Linked DNA regions of Anas platyrhynchos: region 2 is linked to region 1. A link is a contact called in public Hi-C data. All regions are on one chromosome and are shown on one strand. The core of a region is the stretch at or near the end of the contact, and the rest is flanking DNA. Distances in the headings are between cores, read along the strand shown.

The links. Hi-C and Micro-C count contacts between places; a contact is called where the count stands out from the background.
Region 2: a Hi-C map of subcutaneous adipose tissue shows a contact between it and region 1, with 2.8 times the contacts expected there. The contact joins two enhancer-like sites. A contact is called at or near these places in 3 of 8 Hi-C or Micro-C datasets (liver, skeletal muscle and subcutaneous adipose tissue).

Annotation. Positions count from the first base shown.
Region 1 is chr3:45,321,148-45,324,593 of IASCAAS_PekinDuck_T2T, reverse strand. It overlaps PSMB1 (proteasome 20S subunit beta 1), which reads right to left. Exons shown (of 6, transcript XM_027454202.3): 6 at 3,238-3,446. The coding sequence ends at 3,329. Among named protein-coding and RNA genes, the nearest start is that of PSMB1, 6.6 kb to the right of the region's middle. Within about 2 kb of position 2,078, at least 1 of the 8 cell types and tissues checked has an H3K27ac peak or open chromatin away from gene starts, as enhancers often do.
Region 2 is chr3:45,613,113-45,616,308 of IASCAAS_PekinDuck_T2T, reverse strand. No RefSeq gene overlaps it. Among named protein-coding and RNA genes, the nearest start is that of DYNLT2, 120 kb to the left of the region's middle. Within about 2 kb of position 1,623, at least 1 of the 8 cell types and tissues checked has an H3K27ac peak or open chromatin away from gene starts, as enhancers often do.

The DNA.
Region 1 (3,446 bases), core at 829-3,328:
TCCCCCCTCACAGAGGCATGTAGTGTTGCAGACATCTCTCTGTAAAAAGGAGAAATGTCTTCATGGAGTGAGAGAGCCCAGTGCTTGAATCATAAAATGTTGTTTTACAGAACAATCTTGAGATCACCTTAATAAAGGGAAATTCAACTTATCCTCCACGCAGCAGTGACACAGCGAACTAGCTCTAGAAGCATGGATGCAGTATATATGCCCTGTCAAGCACTTTCACTTTCCATAATAACAAGCCCCCTCCCCTGTACACAAAATGGATTTGCCACATAAACAATCCTGCTGAAAACATGTGTCTAAAATAAAGCAGGGTCTACTTCCTTACAAACCTAGTCATCAGGGCTGATTCTGACCTTGCGCCGTCCCTTATATAAGCAACAGTGTGCTGCCATTTGGCTGGGATCAAAATAAAGCCTCCCATCCCCTCAATAAACACTACTGCGAAGCATGTTACAGTGGGAAACGGGTGAAGTCTGCATGACTATTTTTACCCACCCCGTGTGTAACGGTGGTGAGGCCAGCTAGAGCAGCTAACTATTGCCATCTGAAGGACTGGGTTAGTACTGCTCCAGACGAAGAGGAGCTCGCTGTCGCGGCTTTGTGCACTTGCTCTTCTTTTGCCATGTCACTTGCAAGCACTCGATCAAGGTGGTTAAAAGTGCTCGTGCCAAGATTAACCAAATTCTGCAGCACAGCTGGCTTTTGAAATAAACGTGTAACTTAATACTAAGAAAGGGTATTGCAAGACAAACACTTTTCTTCTCCCTTCTCTTCCATCAAAGTCTGAGACATCTCATCCCTAGCCAAGTAGAACTGCCAATGCCAGAGCTCTGCTTCTAGGAACTGTAAGTGGTATTCTTCTATTTATTCTTCTTATTATTTTATTCTTCTATTTGTTTTGCCTAGCTGTACCTCCACAGTGTACTACCCTGGGCAGCTGTGTAACTAGATAGTGCTCACAGTACTTCATAAAGCATTAATTGACATGGTAGACAGTGCAACACGGCTACTGACCTGATTTATATACACAAAGTACCAGCACAAAACTAAGGAGGGTTGTGAAAAGTCAGGGTATTCCTGAAAAAAATGGCATTGGTATTTCCAGTCCAACAAGCCTGTGTAAAAGCTCTCATCCCCTGTTGGTTCTTCAACCAGACATACTCCACAGGAGAACTGAGGACACAAAATGGCCATCTCGTCTGTACCAGTGCTCCAACTGGACAGCACTGGTGCCCAGTAGCAAGAAAACTTGCATCCCCAGTACCTGCTGTATCTCCCCTCTGACCTGAACACTCAAATCACCTGGCGTTCCTCCTGAAACAACTTACCGACAAGCCTAGACACCTCGAACTAGAACACGTAATTCTTTACGTCTGTTGGACGTGCATTTAGTTTTCATATAAACTTCACCTTTGACTATACGAGCATCCAAATTCGAAATCAGTCTTTTAAATTGAATCAGTGCAACTCTCCTACACATTTGGCATCTATCAAGAACATTAAATTCATTCAGGTACAAATTAGATCCTTGTTTGTTGCCTTTCCTTAGTAACCGTTTAGATCTTGCATATTGGAAACAGAGCTGTCCAAAAGGCAGGCACGTCAACTTGTTAGCGTGAGCTGCTTACCACTGCAACTTTAGTACTATCCAGTCTCACTGGAGTCCAGCAATTGTGCAAAACTAACATTTTTTCATGAGACACTTTAGCAAATCAGCATGGAATTGGTATCAAAGATAGCTGAGCTGAAGGTGCTTTAATTTAATTTATTGAAGTAACAGTGTGTATTTAGTTTAGCATTCCAGGTTTGTGTTTTAAGTAGATGTGAGGTTTTAGTTCTTGGAATTACTGCACAGTGTTCGATTTGCTCAGTGAGGCACAGCCTGTAGCTACAAAATCAAGTCTACAACTGTGCCCGTTTAAGATGGCTTTTGCAAATAATCTTAAGCATCCCTGTAAGTTACTGGAATGCGCCTGGAAGTTCTGACTTGTGGGATCAAGTGACTTCAGCCCGGGATGCTGTGTCCCTTTACTGCGGCTGATCCTTCTGGGACGAGCTGTTCCCTCCTGACACGGCCCAACAGTGGCACCCAGTGGTCAAAGGGTTTCATGAGCAGTAGCAGCTTCCCAAAGTGTTCAAGTTGTCACTCACTGGATTTCCTAAACACATCCAGAGTCCTTTGAAACGTGCCATGTCTTTCACTATTGGTGCCAGTTACCTGCTGTTTGAACTGTCCAGAAAGCCTGAAACTACCGTCATTGATGAAGACTAGCCAAAGCTAAAAAAAAATTGCACGACACCCACAATGCTGCACCCAAGGCAGTCAGCCACCTTCAAACAAGCCACAAGCTTACTGCAGGCTCAAACAGAATTGTTTTTATAAAGATCAAGCATGGCACCTCAAGCAAAGAGATATTTTTTTATATGTCCTTTTCTGAATGAGTAGAAACTGAACAAGTTCCTGTACAACAGATGATTCTGCCCTTGATTACTCATCTCTGCTTTTCTGAAGGTCCTAGTACCCAAGCCAGATTCCCATGGATCTGACTGTCTATGCTTGATGCAATTTCCTGAGAATCAAGTTAGTAGGACTGACAGCTTCACCCTCAACGTTAACAGGCTTCCAAGAATCTCCACGCTAAGCTATTATCCATCAGAAGCCAGAAAAGGACGCTGCTTCCGTTTTGGACACCAACCAAATACAAATGTGGAGGTGAGTCAAGATGCTGAGTTCAGGACTAAACTTTGAAAAGTTCCATGTAACATTCTTCCCTCTTATGCAGATAAATTTGTTTCAGGCAACTCAGATTTATCATCTGTAAATAAATACAGAGGTCAGATGCCAGAACAGCACATCAGAAAGATAAACAAGAAGATGGGAAAAGTAAGCTATGAAGTACGGAGAAGACAGCAGGAACAAACACAACAAATGCTTTTCCTCACTAAACCGAGGCTGAACAGAAAGCATCATCAGAAAAGCTGTCAATCTAATTTTAGCAAGTTCACAATCCTCCATGTTGTAGCATATGGGACTGCAAGAAGAGGATTAAATTGACAATGTAATTAGATCGATTAATAGATGAAGATGAGATGAACCAAATTGACTTAGACAAACATTTAATATCATCCTCGCCACAAATTGGGTTTCTAAAAAATCAACAAAAAACCCCCACACCAAAAACACCACTATCACTTCTACCAGACAGAAAATACTCGGCATTACAGTAGTCAAACTTCTTGAAAAAATTTAATAAGACAAACATCTTCATGATACAGTTAAGTTGTATTCCATAGATTACATGTTTGTATGTGAACTGTATTAGTCTTTCCGCAATTGGATGGTTTCCTCTTTAATTCCATCTTTTGTGACCACACAAATCTTAAGTGCATCACCAGTGTATACATCTCTCTCAGCAGCAGAAATAAAGACATCTTTA
Region 2 (3,196 bases), core at 374-2,873, 290 kb before region 1:
TGAAAGAATGCCAGCATTTCAGACTATTTTAAACAGTGTTAGAAAGCTGAGAATTGCAGAATGCAGTGGGGTTTATTTGGATCTGAGGAAATACTGCATACTGAGGATTTAGCAAAATGTGTGTGCACAGTTCAGAGGAAAAATGTTAGAAAATAATCCAATACATGTATTTTTGTCTTCAAATTCTCTTTAACTCAGCTTCCTTAATTCTGTGCTATTTATTGTAATTATTCTTACCTCAAAAGCAGCAATGAAATATTTCCCTTGTGTAAACAAGTTTTAGATATGTTACAGTAACCTGCGAAACATTGATTTTGCTGAGGTTTAGCTACATGTTGAACTTCAACTGTGCACAACAAGAATTCATTTGAACTCCAAAATTCTCTCTTAACATATAAATGTAAGAAAATCACCATTTTAAATAAATTAAAAAAATATATATATTCTTCTATAAATATTTTGGATTCAACAGCTCCAGAACCTTTTGAAAGACTAATGCAAACCATACTGAGCAGCATAGTATTTATTAAAATGTCACTGAAAAGATTGCCTTTGTTTTTCATGATGGTGTCTCTTATTTTCATGTATGAAAGATGGTATTTGTAACTGTTTCAGCTTCCTAAGAAAGGCAGTTCTTGCTTCTTCCACTGGCCCATGTAATACCAGAATAGGTACTACTGTGTCCTACTAACAGTGACAGTCAACATCTTTTGACTTAACAAGATCTAAGATTGCCTTATACACATGATATAAGATTGCCAACATCATAGCTGCAATGAAGCCTTAAATATTCATTTTTATCTTGAACACCTCCAGATGTTCTATAATGTTTCAACATGAATCCTCAGTTTAGTTTTTCTGTGTCTTTTCTGTTTTCTGTAAGGACATCAGTATGCTTCCCTCTGTTGCCATTTTAGAGGCAAAAAACACTTGAAATTAAAAGGGTTTCTTAAAACGATGGAGTCATAAGCCAGAGGGACATAACTATTGTGGTGACAGAGCCTGGGCAGTTGTATCACATTTGTTGTGTCATTGCTGAGACGTGAGTGCAAGAAAATCTGTTCAAATAAGAGGGTGGCAATGCAATGTACCATTTATCCTGGAATAACCTACTTTCATAGGGCTAGAATATGAGGAAGTCAGTCCTAGAAGCTAAAAACACAGACAGAGCTTCCCCTCTGCCTCACAAACCCTTCTCTCTAGAATTAAACTACTTCACTTTTAGCAGTTTGTCACAGTTGCAAGCTCTCACTCCACCAAGGGATGTAGCTGTGAAGAACAAATGATGGTGAATGTTTTATTCTCCTTGTGGTCTCAGCCAGAGGAGGACCACAAATTCAGTAGTCTTGAACTCCTTTGTACTCCAAAGTGGTCTACCCCAGGTCAACCAACATGTGGTCCATAATTACTTCTAGCACCTAATTTTCTCTCAACAACATGTTGTTCAAGATCTCTGTGTAGACAAGCATGTTCAACTGTTCTCCAGCCAGATGTGTTTTACTGGACTTCCTTCAAAATACAGCCGGTCCTCAATAGCCAGCAGATGTTGCTACTGAGCAGCAGAAAGACCAACACACAGAGCTCAGTCTGTGTCTACATGGAGAAAAAAATACCACCCCCAAATGTCAAGTTTGAGTCATCTGTGGTTAAAGTTACATAAAAGGCATGGGGATTCTTGATCCTGTGGATGTATAGAGAAGCTTAGTGAACAGTAAAGTCAATCTTGGAGCAGAAAACTCTCTCCGGTGTTAGAAATATTCTGTCAGCTCGTGGCTTTAAAATTCATATCATCATATTAGTGCTAGACCGCTGACTTCAGCCAACATAACTTAGCTTTGCACCAATGTTCAATCAGTACCTGTAAGTCTGTCAGATATTTAAAGACAAATGTTCTTCTAGGCCTTTGAGGAACCATTTTAGGCACCGTTTCAAGTATTGCCCCAAAACAGTTAATGGAATGCCCATCTGTAAGTTGTGCCGCTCAGACAAGGAACTTCAGCAAGATATTACACTTGCTTTAGAGATCACCCTTTCTCATACAGCATGTTGTAAGGGACACTCAAGGAAGTAAATTCAGAGGGACTTTCTTAACTTTCACTCTTCTGGACTCTTTATATTGTTCTCGTTAGCAATGAGAATGATGATTTGCAAAACAAATTCAGCTTGTCTCAGTTGGCAGGGTTGCAGTGAAGGGGTTGTACAGGTATCTGCACAAGGGGAATTTCCAGCTGCTGTGAAAGGGGTCAACACCATAAGATGACATCTCCATAAGGGGAAGTGATTGTGCAAACTCAAAGGCTTCAATGTGAACGTTGCGCTATTTTTCAGATACAGTGTCAGCTAGGGGGACAAGGGAAGAGGTGAAGTTGCTTAGGGATTTTTTATTATTATTATTTCTATTGCTTGTTTCTGGTAAAAAGCCAGCAATCTGGCATATTTTGAGGAGGAAGGGGAAGCTGACACTGCGATGTGAAAAATATTCCTGGAAATCTGAAATTTCAAAACGTAGCTCTGCCTTTTTCACATTAATTCATTCAAAATTTCCCCTGAGACTCCCTTAGGGGAGTGAAAACACCTGAGAAAAAATCTCATTATCTAACTCCACTCCTGCTTAAGTACTTGTCAGCTCTCACGATGATGTTCATTGCTCCTTATTAGTCCTGTCACTGGCATATGGATGCAGATGAGAAAGTACTTAATTTAACAAAGATCTTTGGGTAACTTGGGACTGGGAAGGGCATCTGCCTTTCAGTGCAATGTGTGAACAGGAATCACTTCCTCTGTATTTGCTCTGTCTCCCCCCAAAAAGCCTTATCTTGAGGAAACTCTTCCAAACTTTCCATATAAACCTGCTAAAATGCCTGGCTCCTCCCCACAAAGTTCCCACCTGGAGCTTGTTGGGAAATTTTTGGCAGAGGTGGTTTTGGGTTGTCTTTTTCCATCAGGAAATGGCAATCTACAGTTTTTCTGAAGAAATAACTGTGTCCTTACCCTGATGAAATAACATCTTCTGTAGGATTGTCAGTCCATAGGAACCAAGAAATGTGTACGTAGTAGTACAGTGTATTTCATCTTGTACATGCAGCAAGTCTTGAAAGAGTGTCATTTCTAACCATAGGTAGAACAGAGATATTTCTTTGTCCTTTTTTGGAAGAAAAAAAAATGGCTGTGATTATTATATTGCTAATTCCCATGG